Linked DNA regions of Mus musculus: regions 1 and 2 are each linked to region 3. Evidence: chromatin contacts called from public Hi-C and HiChIP or PLAC-seq data. All regions are on one chromosome and are shown on one strand. Each heading gives the region's core, a stretch centred on a gene start, on an enhancer-like site or on the middle of the called end of the contact. The rest is flanking DNA. Distances are from core to core; before and after follow the strand shown. Region 1 overlaps Gm39928 (a long non-coding RNA gene). Region 2 holds the start of Spdye4c (speedy/RINGO cell cycle regulator family, member E4C). Region 3 has its middle 72 kb from the start of Gm14009.

Region 1 (4,070 bases), core at 197-2,696, 300 kb before region 3:
GCCCTGGGGTCTGTTATATATAATTCCTCATCTACAAAAAACGGGCCAAGAGGGGCTGGAGAGATGACTCAGTGGCTAAGAGCACTGGCTGTTCTTCCAGACGGCCTGGGTTCTGTTCCCAGCACCCATATGACAACTCACAACCATCAGTAACTCCAGTCGCAGAGTTTCTTACACCCTCTTCTGGCCTCTGAAGACACTGCATGCATGTGGTACACAGACATGCATACAGTTAAAACACCCCTACATATAAAAATAAATAAACATTTTACAAAAATGAGCTGGGAGAACCAGCCACACCTAAGGTGGCGTGGTCATGTTTTGAGAGACCATTAGCCAGAAGGGAGACTCTCTGTGTAGGTGACCTCCTTAAAGATACTGTTCTCAACCAGTAAGGTTCCTTGATGCACAGTCCCTGATCATGGTGCAGGCTGCTCTTCTCCGTGGAGCTGCCTAGGCAATCCCTTCATAACCCTGCCCGCGCATCTTCTCTGCATCGCTAACTCCTTACTGCTTTAGCAGTGAGGTGCTTATTGCACCCAGCAGTTGGTGTGCAGGGAGCAGAGACCGTCTGTTGGCAGCCTGACACTTGTAGGCAGCTGAACCGAGGAGCCTAGCAGCTCAGGTGATGGAGGGGAGGCTTTCTGTGCTTGTTTCCTGCCCTTCCCCCTGCTGTGAGGAGACTGACCGTATCCCTAGTTCCTTATAGGCCATCTATATTGGGCAGTGTTGAGGAAAAGGAAGTTTTCTGTGTTCAGAGAACCATGCAATACAATTTTTGGAAGCTGCACTTGGCTTGAGGTCTGGCTCCAGTTTTGTCAGGTGTGATCCCCAAAGGCCTGAGCTAGGTGTTACAGAACACGACAACTCACTGTGGCACTGTTTCTAACGTGAAGGTGGTGTTTGTCCGGCTCCTGTATCCTCTTAGACAGATGGCCTTGTCACAGTTGCCCATCCCACAGAGAAAGGGTCTTGACTGGCACCCAGTATGAACCCTCTCCCATCAGGAGGCTGCTAATTCCAAGCCTGAGCACAGAACCCTGCTAGCTAGAACACTTTGGTGCCCTGCACACACACACAGCATGTAGGCTGTTCAGGCCTCTCAGGATGCATCTCTACACAGCGCTCCCTAGTGGACAGAGGAGGCCCAGTTCTTCACATCTGCTCAGTGATATCTCAAAAGAAATCTCTCACCCAGTCTCTAAGGTGTGGCACTTGGCTGCTGGGAAAAGACACAGTTTATCTGGCAACTAAAATTGTTTTGCAAGAGGTTCCCACAATTATGGTCTGAGGGAGGGTCCCTGCCAGCTTTTCTTAGTCACTTGGGCTTAGTGGGGGGAGGTGGTTTTTCTTTATTTTGTTCTGAAGGCAAAAGCCATCTGGGGGCAGGGTAATTACCCTGAGCCAGGGAGACAAAGGGACTGCAGTTCTCAGCTCAGCTGCAGGTGGCTGAGAGCTCTGGTTGGAATGTCACAAAGTACCCAGGTTGAAGGGTGAGTCAGAAATCCTTAGGTCACTTGTGGTTTTCTTTCATGGTTTTGCTGTGACTAGTCACTTGTTTTTACTTAGCAAGAACAACAGATGTTTGGGTGTCTGAAAGAGCACTGCCTGCCCCCTGTAGTCCCGGGGCTGCCCCAGTCTGGTAGAGAGGAGATACACTGAACATGAGACCCAGCAAGTCACTTACAGTGCCAATGTGAATCGTAGATAAGCAGTGGGCATCCCTGGGCACCGATAACGAGCCAGGCTTCTGTGGTGCTCAAGTTAGCTTGGAGTGGAGGTATCAGATCATTTATTTGAGTTACTCACCTTACTGAGCCAGTCCTCTGGACCCTCTCAGCCCCATGGAAGCAAATCCCTGCCTCGGAAGTGTGTGTGTGTGCTCAAATCTTGGCTCTGCTTCTGTATAGAAGCCAACATCTCTCACCTCAAATTCTGTTGCTCCTTAGATATAGAGTATATGTTTAAGCTCTGCATTGGGATTCTTTCCACCTTGTTGGGCCTCCAGACACTGGACAGCTGTTATTACCAGATGCAGACACTCTTGTGACTAACAATAACAGACTGACTAGAACCACTGTCTTCTGAGGTGCAGGGGCCTCCGGCCTCCTTTGCTGCTCAGGCCTGAAGTGGGATTTTTCAGGGTTTCCTTAAAACAAAAGGTGAGGCTTCTCTGCACTCTACAGAAGGGAAAGGGAAAGGACACACCAGCTTGGGCCCTTCGCTGCAGGTCTCCGAGTGGTTGCCGTTTGCTAGTGAAACAGAGCAGAAGCAAAACTGGGGATTAAAGCTGGCTCTTTCACCACCGTTCTCACCTGTGGGCCTAGTTTACCTGTGGGCCTGGGGCTTTAGTCTGTAGTCGGACCATAGATGGGTTAGAATACCACAAGCGAGTGTTATGGTTTAAGGATGGTGTGTTTGAGCACTTGTGCCCAGCTGGTGGAGCTGTTTTGAAGGATTACAAAACTTTTAGTGGATAGAGCCTTGCTAGAGGAAGTGGGTCGTTAGAGAAACGGTCTTAAGTTTTTATAGCCAGGCCTCACCTCAGATCTGTCATCTGGTTCCTTCATGCACAGTGCGGCAAGATGCCTTACTCTCCCGCTGCCGGGCCTTCCTTGCCAAGATGGACTATCCTGACTCTTAGACTGTAAGCCAAGAGAAACCCTCCTACTTTCAAGTTGCTTCTTGTCCTGCATTAGGTCATAGCAATAAGAAAAGTAACTAAAGCTGGGAGTGGTGGCCCATGCCTTTCATCCCAAAACTCACGAGGCAGAGGCAGGCAGATCTCTAAGTTTGAGACCAGCCTGTTCTGGTCTACAGAGCAAGTTCCAAGGACAGCCAGGGCTACATAGAGAAATCCTGTCTTGAAAAAAAAAACACATAAAAGCAAAACGAAAAAGTAACTAATACAGTGACTGCTTACAGCATAACCTACTCTGGACCCTGCCACCAGGTCAATCACGAAGGCTTGAGGGGCTCTGGCACATAGGGCTCCTTCTCTGCTGCAGGAAATTTCAAATATCTAGTGTCTCACAGACGCACTACTGGGGGCGAGGTGGGGGTGGGGGTGGGGGGGAGTAGGAGCTGCAAGACTCTGATGCAGGCATTATTAGAGAGGAATGTTATAGACCATGCTCCCAGGGAGAGGGGCAGCAGGTCCCACAGAGGTCACAGAGCAAGGAGAAGGGCAGAGCTACAGGTGCGCTTTGTTCCCTACCTGCAGTACTCTAGCACCCAGAAGGAGCACAGTGCTTCCTTTAACATTCTTTGGTACTAGAGCCCAGGACCATTTATACAGGCTAATCCTAGCAAGTGCTCTACCCTTGAGATGGACCTAATATTCTAATTCATCTTTATTATTTATTCAGTTATTTATGTGTTTATTCATTTGTGTACACACATACACACACACACACACACACGTGTGTGTGTGTATGTTAATATATACCAGATGACATTCTTTTAAAATTAATTAATTAATTCACTTTACATCCTAATATCAGTTCCCCCTCAAGATGACACTCTTATTTAAACTGCCCAGGCTGGTGTGGAACTTATAGCCCAGACTAAACCCTTGGGCCTGAGTCCCCCTGCTCCAGCCTCCCAAGGGGCCGGGATTGTGACTTTGTGCCTTCAGATCTAGCTTTGTTCTCTCGTTTCTGAGATGGGGTGTTGCTATGAAGTTCTGGCTTCAGACCCCTGATTTTCCTGCCAGCCTCCCATGTCTCGGGATTATAGGTGTGCGTCACTGTACCTGGTTCTCCTTACTTTTTAGGTTAAAAACTGTTGACCTTGAGCTCCCTAAGTAGCCAAGAACGACCTTGACCTTCTGATCCTCTTGACTCCATTTCCTGATTCCCAGAATTATAACTATGCTTCACAGCGTTTGGTGTGTGCAGCACTGGGAATCAAAACCCACGGCCTCATGCATGCCAGGCAAGGAGTCAGCCAACTGGACCCCCGCAGGAACCCTGCAGATTCTCTTCTTACCAGGCTTTCAGGAAGGGACACCAATCAGTGTTACACTGTCCGAGGGAGGGGCTGTCTTCTTTCTTCTTCCCTTGAGCAAT
Region 2 (4,069 bases), core at 1,258-3,757, 350 kb before region 3:
CCGAGGAGCTGAGTGGATATCCTTTAATTCATTAAAAAAGGCGTAAATAACTGACTATGGCTGGTAGATGCTCTACCAGGTAGTATACCTGGAAGTTGTTCCGAACCTGCCACACTTGATCCCAGATCTATGGCCTCATATCACCTTGGAGAGACTTTCTGTGCCTTTCTGGTTTCATAGAGCTCTCCTGTCATTGTCCTTGCCCACCTCTAGGTGCTGTGGCCGTCTGAAGCTCTCTTATGGCACGAACAAGAGCTGATAGCAACTTTATTTTGTAAATGTTTGGGTGCTAGCGCATTGCAAAAGCCAGATCAGTAATGTTTTCTGTGTTCTTCTCTCCAAGGATTCGTCACAGAAACAAAACACCTCCACATAACTCTGGGGCCCTTCATCTGTGTTACCTGGGGGCCCATGTGCACTCTAGGGAGCACTCTGGGGAGGTTGGAACCTTTGCTCCCTACACTCAATGTTCAGTTTTGAGAGTTGGCCCCAAGCATCTAATCCTCAGTTCAGAGGACCCACCCAGAAGTCGGTAGAAGGCTTCGAGGTCCTCAGGGCGGTAGCTGGCTCTTCTCTTCTTGTTCAGTATGAGTTTCATCCCCTCTATACGGTTCACAGCCCATATGCTCCTTTTCTTCCCCCTCCTGGGGAACTTGAGCTTTGAGGTGGCTCCAGGGGCAGCTTCAGGGGTGGCTGTGCTGGAGGCCAGCACGCTGCCCTCTTGGATAGCTGTGGGAATAAGAGCTTCTCAGTATAACCATGGATGTGGCCAGGCTGAGAACACTGGCAACCTCCTGACCACTGCTCAGGAATCCGTCACTTCTCGAAGACTAAGTGACGGTAGTAACTTGGCTGTGACTGGCTCTTCATGCAGGGACAAGAATGGACATATACCTGCTTTGACATCCACAAGTGTCCTTGTCTTGTGAGCCCTCTTCCTTTTGGTTCGCTGCACAGGGACATCCCCTGCCGAGGCATCACTGGAGGCAAGAGTGACACAGACTTCTGGATCTGCAGGAAGAGACCTCACATGACCACAAGAAGACAACCTGGACATGGTTGGGTTCTTCCCTTCTCAGAATTCCATGTGACATCTAGAAACATCTGGCAGAAATTGCTTTCACTTATCTACACATTAGAGTAGACATTGAGTTACAATGAAATATTTTATCAAGCTCCAGCTGTTCTCTGGTACCTCTTTCTGTGGATCATTCTGCCTGTAAGACACCCCAGGGAGATAAATGAATTTGCTGATCTTTTATCTACAATTGCTACAAAAGTGAAGAATAAAGTTGATGTCCTAGATCATCAGGACACCCCTTGCTCTGGCCTTGTAAAACTTGATTTAGAAGAGTTTGGGAAGAGGGAGGAACTAGGCACAGTGGTATGCTATTTCAAGTTGCATTTATACTTGGACAAGAATGTCAAGGGGCCTATGCCGGGGCCTAGCAAACACAGAAGTGGATGCTCACAGTCAGCTATTGGATGGATCACAGGGCTCCCAATGGAGGAGCTAGAGAAAGTACCCAAGGAGCTAAAGGGATCTGCAACCCTATAGATGGAACAACATTATGAACTAACCAGTACCCCCGAGCTCTTGACTCTAGCTGCATATGTATCAAAAGATGGCCTAGTCGGCCATCACTGGAAAGAGAGGCCCATTGGACACACAAACTGTATATGCCCCAGTACAGGGGAACGCCAGGGCCAAAAAACTGGGAATGGGTGGGTAGGGAAGTGGGGGGGAGGGTATGGGGGACTTTTGAGATAGCATTGGAAATGTAATTGAGGAAAATATGTAATAAAAATATTAAAAAAAAAAGAATGTCAAGGGGCAGACACCTACCCATCTTGATATTGTCCAGTTTTCTTTTTCTTTGGCCCTTTTTCCTCTTGGATCTCTGCTCAGGGACATCCCCTGCAGAGCCATCACTGGAAGCCAGAATACTGGTGACCTGTGGAGCTGCAGGAACAGAAGACCCCACGTGACCATGAGAGGCACCCACTTGGCCAATGCTGGGCTCTCCCCTTCTCAAGCCTAGTGAGGAATTTACATGTAACACCTGAAGACAGCAAGAGGAATGCTTCCCCCACCAGGTATATGCTTATCTACAAAGGTGGCTTCGAGCTGAGTTCCTACGCACCTTTTTTTGCCAAGCAAACACTGTCCGCTGGCACCTGTTTCCCTGAATCATTCTGCTTGCAGGACTCCTTTGAGGAGACAGGTGACATCTCGGATCTTCTGTCTGAAGCTACAAAAAGTGAACAAGAAGTGACCTCCTGGCTCAGCAGGACAGCCCTTGCCATGCCCTTGCAGAACTTGACTCAGAATGGTTGGGGAAGAGGGAGGGGCTGTACTGTCCCACCCTGCATTCTTCTGGGGACCAGGGGCGAAAGCGCCAAGGGTGACACACACCTATCGTTGCTTTCACAGGCACTTTTTTCTTTTGACCTTTCGTTGGCTTCTGAAGCCGTGGTGTGGTATCTGAGGCAACTGGTGTGGACATGATGGAATCCTGTTGTCTTTGGTTTCCCAACCAAGGAGACAGCCCCGCTTGATTCCAACTCCAGGCTATCTCTGTGTAGTCTTCTTTTACTAAAACAAAAGAAAAATAAAAAGTTGCAGTGGTTAAATAGTTAATGGTGGCTGAAAGTTTTTTTTTTTCTTCTTTTGAGGTAATGGGACTTGAATGTAGGACTTCACACATGCAGGGAAGCACTTCACCATGGAGCTCCATGCCATCATTCCTGATTATTTTTTGTAATTAAAAAAAATCTATTTATTTTATGGATGAGTGCTTTATCTGCATATACACCTGTGTGCCAGAAGAGGGCATCAGATTCCTTTATAGATGGTTGTGAATCACCATGTGGTTGCTGGGAATTGAACTCAGGACCTCTGAGTGCTCTTAACCACCGAGCCATCTCTCCAGCCGCTGTTTTTGATTCGTTATGAAACTAGAATTTAATCTGTGCATAAAGAATACCTCATGTAGTCCTTGTAATCTGTGAAGAACTGTAATCCACCTGCTTTACACATGAGAAGGTGGACTTGTGTAGAGTGTGTCCCCTGACTGTGGCTAGGCCACCGTGGGTTTGCCAATGGGAAGAATGGCTATTGCCAGTCATGTTTCCAGTTGGGTCAGTATGGATGATTTTACACACCTGTTTTCTTTGATATTACCTCTTTATATGTCTATGAGCCATTATAAATTCACAGGCAATTAAATCTTGTTAAAAATACAGCCCAAGTAGCCCACACTGTCCTCCTTGTGGCTCCTTCTCAAGGGCAGTCATTGGTGGACAAGATTCCTCTTGACTGTCCCCCTCCCTGTTTTCACTCTTTCCCCTTTATCTCACATTACCTTTTGTTTTGTTTCCCCTAATCTAAAACCTGATTCTGTTCCCACTGTATCACCAGTTGTCCATCCTGAGACTCCAGTGGATCCCTGACATACGCCAAGACTCTCTCTCTGAAGAAACACAGCGCAGCGCCTGATACTCAGCCTAGCACAGCATTGGGTGACGCCCGTGTGAGCACCTGCTCTGGTCTCTCAAGCTCTAGTCCTTCCAGGCACATTCAGAGTGTACCCAGAGCTCTGTCTCACAACTGTGAGGAGGGCGGTGATAGTAGCTAAATGGGCTCAAACATTCTGAAGGTCCTGTTGACATCACACCATTCCGTCAGAACCTGCTCTCTAGTCTGTTAAAGAAATGCACCCGAGGAACAGGCCATGGGCATCCAGGGTAAAAAAGATGCATGCCTGTCCCCTCTGGACAATCAAGTGATCTTCTCTTGTCTCCCTGATAAATTCTTTTTGGGCTTCACCTTGTACCTAAATCACACTGTCTAAGAATACAAATGAAACTGTGTTCCTGAAAGGGTAGATTCAGAGCACACAAGCATTGACCCCTTCATCCATAGTACAAAGCTGTGCACACAGTTTACTTTGCTGTTTGGGTTTGATTCCTATCAGAATACAATCAAATCATCTTTCAAATCTTCTATGTTGATACTAAGATTGGTATGCAGGTTCAGAACTTACACCTAGAGACTGATCATACATTA
Region 3 (3,752 bases), core at 1,120-3,619:
TTTGTGTGTACCTGTGTGTGTACATGTGTATGTGCTATAAATGTTTGATGTGATGGATGTTTGGCCCAGGGAGTGGTACTATTAGGAGGTATGGCCTTGTTGGATGAAGTGTATCACCATGGTAGTAGGCTTTGAGACCTTCCTCCTAGCTGCCTGAGGAGTCAGTCTTCTTCTTGTTTGCCTTTGGAACAAGATGTAGAACTCTCAGCTCTTCCAGTTCCATGACTGCCTAGATACTGCCATCCTCCTGCCTTGATAATAATGGACTGAAACTCAGAACCTGTAAGCCAGCCTCAATTAAATGCTGTCCCCTATAAGAGTTGCCAAGGTCAGGATGTCTTCACATCAATGAAACCCTGACTAAGGCACTTGAGTATATGTGTGTGCATGGGTGCATTGGAAGATCGAGGTTGACATCAGGGGTCTTCCTCATTCCCCACCTTATTCATTAAGGAGGGGTCTTTCATGTGAGCCCAGAGCTCCCAGATAGAGGTTTGTCTAGCTAGCTGGCTTACTCCAGGGATCCCTGTCTTTGCCTTCTGAATGCAGGAGTTAGTTACAGGTCACCATGACATTTGTGTGGGTTCTGGGAATCCCAACCCCGGACCTCATGCCTCCAACAGCAAACACGTGATCCACTCAACTGTCTCGCAGCCCCTGCAGTGAGCATTCTTATGGGTGGCTTCAAGGTCTCTGTGAAATGGAACACAGTGCAGAAGGACACGGGTCCAAGTCTTACAAATAACACTAGAGAAACCAAATTGTCTTCAGTGAAAGAAATTGACACCTGTTCACCGGAAGGCTCGAGTGGATGTTATTTAATAACCTGATGATCTTTTCTGCTCTGGGGAGCCTCACCTGAATCCCCTAGACTCCTGACTGTTGTTTCTCGGTCGATAGAAGCCATCCCCATGAAAGAGGCCCCATGTACTGTGCAGAAGAAGTTATGCTTATTCCAAGGCTTTAATGCAAGTGTTGCTTCTCTGTCAGCAGAGCCCATCCTTAGACTTATTGCAAACCCTTCCTGCCTAGGCCTTATCCGAGCATTGTTTCACAGTCAACAGAGCCCACTCTTGAGGAAGAGTTCATAGGTGACAGAGTTTTCAGTGTAGCCATGCCTTAAGCTTTATTGTGATAATTGTCAGGAGGAAACTTTCTTCCAAAGTTTTACTGTGTTTAAATCTGTAAAAAACAAAAAAAAACAAAACAAAACAGCGCAGGGTCAGACTCGGGAAGTTTGAACCAGCCTGGCTAAGGAAGCTGTGCTGAAGAGAGTTTCATTCTTGCCTCTCCAAGGATATTTCACTGCTGGCTGTGACTCTTGAAGGGACCTCCACAATACAGGGAGTTGGACAAAGTGGCCTCCACCCTGGTCTGTGGCAGCAGTTACATAGACCAGGAAGACCACAGAGAAGACTCTGTCTATCCGGGACCCTATTTGTGATGACCAGCCAGGGCTGTCTGGACCTCTTGGCCGGGCTTCCTAAGCAGTCTCCTAGTTCCTTCATTTGTTGCCCCACCCTCACATCAGGGAACCTGGGGCTCCCTTTTAGCCTCCCTACATCTCCCTAAAGTCCAGCCAGCACCACTGGTTCTTGTAGGGAGCACCCAGCACTCCAGGTCGCAGAGCAGCTAGACCCCATGAGGACAGCAGCTTTGCTCTTTGTCAGCCTGCTGGAGGCCCAGAGATTCCAGTCTCACCAGGTTCCTTTGTCTAGTCTGTTTGTCCCAGAGGTACACAGCAGGCACTCGGATGATGTCATTTAGGACAAACCCTTTGCAGGCAACAACAGCGTTTAAAGCCTGAGAAGAAACACCCCCTCCCCTCTGTCCTCCCCTCCCCCTCTGTTCTTCCCTCCCAACTCTTCCTTTCTGCTTTATCTGCACCAAAATTCACTCTCAAGGAAGACGTTCTGTCCTAAGAAGAAACAGTTGGATAGCAGTGTGAACAAGAAATAAAAATTAAATGTTAACAATCCCTGTTAGCATCCTGTGGCTGGCTCAGTGTCCATTGTCAGTGATCCGCTGGGTTTTTTATGTAATTTCTTCTCTATAACCTGTCTTTTCGCAATAACAGCTTCCTCTGCCCTGGGACTTCCATGTCCACCCTATTGGCTGCACAGAAGGCTTTGCCCTGAGCAAGTTCTTCCTGCTCATACCATCTTGTGGGGAGGCTTCCTGTGTCTAATTAGACAATTCCAAGGTTTGGGAACTTCGTCTGCACCAGGGCCTTTAATTTCATGTAAATTCGGTAGATACAAGTATGAGATACGAGCACTTTCAGTCCTGAAAGAATGTGAGCACCATACAGTGGTTTCCATTTCCTCTCATCTGATTCATTTCAGGGGATTCTCTGGGTGACCCAGGAACTCAGTCATCTCAAACTTCCTGCCCTGCCCTTCCCTGGGGAAGGAGGGGGAAAGGAGCCAAGCCTAGAAAGTCTACAGCCTGCTGGGAAGCTTGCCCTCTGACCCTAGAAAAGCCAGAAAGACCGGTTTCCAGGGTGCAGCGGAGGCTGGTAACTTTACCCTGAGGCTGCTTTTCCTCCTGGGAACTTCCTGCTGCATACTACCCTCTGGCCTCTCTGAGACCCCCATGCTCAGCACCCGCCCTCCCTTCAGGTACCTTTCTCCCTGTTTGTGTGCTATCCAGGGAGAGCAGCTTCTGTTGTCGGTGGTCCAGTCGCAGCATCCACCTAGTTGGGCTGTGCTCAGCGTGTACTTCAGGCTGTCTTGCCAAGAGCCAGTTGTCCTTCTTCGTGTCTTCAGGCTCAATTTATTACTTCAGAGAAAGAGACTTATACCTGGAAGCCATACCACCCGCTTGGGCAAATTCAACCAACTTTGTTTTTCTTTTTTTAAATAAAGAAAAATGTATTGAGGCTGTCCCACGTGTACTGTGCACCAGTCTGATTTGCCTTGAGAAGTGGAGGTCAGGTGGAGAGAACAAATGATAAAGCGCTGATAAAGTGCTGGCATTTACCACAGTGGAAGTTGTTTTGCACTAGGAGAGCTCATCTGAGTGGAAGTCTTCACCTTTTCAAATACCTGAGTAGAAATTGTAGGCAGGGAGTGGCACTCAAAGTCAATATCTCCCTCCTTTAGGATATTCAAAAGTTTGGATGACAAAAAAACAAAAACAAAATTCCAACAAAACAAAACAAAACCAACCAAACAACCACAACAACAACAAAAACAAAACAAACTTGGGTGTGACTTCAGCACTTAGCTATTAGGAAAGAGGCCTCCAATGTGCAGGACTTGGTGATGTGTTAGAATGGCCGGTGGTGCCACAACAGCACCAAAGCAGTTCCAGGTGGAAGAGGTTGTATTGGAAGGGAGAGACAAAGAAGAGGCAAAGAGAGAAAAGGGGGAGAAAGGAGAAAAAAGAGAGAGAGTGAGGAAGGGGCATTCTCCTTATTTATATGGAAAATGATGTAACACAAGTAAGGGTGGGAGGTGAGCCAAGTGAATGCTGGGAATATGGTGGTCATTGTCTTGGCAACCGGTCTGTAGGTCACAGGTCGTGCTGTTGCCTCATAGGTTTGGAATGTCCTGATGCCAACACTTGGTCTGGGATCAGAAGTTGGACCAGAAGAATTATGGCTTGAACATGGTGTAGACAGCTAGAAGCTCCTGTTGAGGGGATGGTCTCCTGCTGGTGGAGTCTATCATTGAAAGTCACTGGATCACAAACTCCTGATATAATCCATGACGTAACCCACTGACGGATCCATAACTCCAAGATATTGT

The links. Hi-C and Micro-C count contacts between places; a contact is called where the count stands out from the background. HiChIP or PLAC-seq counts read pairs in DNA pulled down with a chosen protein or histone mark.
Region 1: a FOXA1 HiChIP or PLAC-seq map of pancreatic cancer cells shows a contact between it and region 3. The contact joins two enhancer-like sites. A contact is called at or near these places in 2 of 484 Hi-C or Micro-C datasets (the HPC-7 cell line and olfactory sensory neurons) and 1 of 115 datasets of contacts at active chromatin or transcription factors (pancreatic cancer cells).
Region 2: a Hi-C map of bone marrow-derived macrophages shows a contact between it and region 3, with 24 read pairs. The contact joins the promoter of Spdye4c here to the enhancer-like site in region 3. A contact is called at or near these places in 2 of 39 promoter capture datasets (embryonic stem cells and neutrophils), 1 of 484 Hi-C or Micro-C datasets (bone marrow-derived macrophages) and 3 of 9 other capture datasets (adipose tissue, liver and macrophages).

The regions. Positions count from the first base shown.
Region 1 is chr2:128,542,112-128,546,181 of GRCm38.p6, reverse strand. The region is part of intron 1 of Gm39928 (a long non-coding RNA gene); the gene reads left to right. Among named protein-coding and RNA genes, the nearest start is that of Gm39928, 5.6 kb to the left of the region's middle. Within about 2 kb of position 1,446, at least 140 of the 459 cell types and tissues checked have an H3K27ac peak or open chromatin away from gene starts, as enhancers often do. A contact at or near this core is called in pancreatic cancer cells, where this site is marked.
Region 2 is chr2:128,590,779-128,594,847 of GRCm38.p6, reverse strand. It overlaps Spdye4c (speedy/RINGO cell cycle regulator family, member E4C), which reads right to left and starts at 2,507. Exons shown (of 9, transcript NM_001310641.1): 1 at 2,417-2,507; 2 at 2,145-2,252; 3 at 1,847-1,963; 4 at 895-1,011; 5 at 523-729. The coding sequence starts at 2,507. It overlaps Gm36203 (a long non-coding RNA gene), which reads left to right and starts at 2,935. Exons shown (of 9, transcript XR_866725.3): 1 at 2,935-3,747; 2 at 4,034-4,069.
Region 3 is chr2:128,239,433-128,243,184 of GRCm38.p6, reverse strand. No RefSeq gene overlaps it. Among named protein-coding and RNA genes, the nearest start is that of Gm14009, 72 kb to the right of the region's middle. Within about 2 kb of position 2,369, at least 112 of the 459 cell types and tissues checked have an H3K27ac peak or open chromatin away from gene starts, as enhancers often do. A contact at or near this core is called in bone marrow-derived macrophages, embryonic stem cells and pancreatic cancer cells, where this site is marked.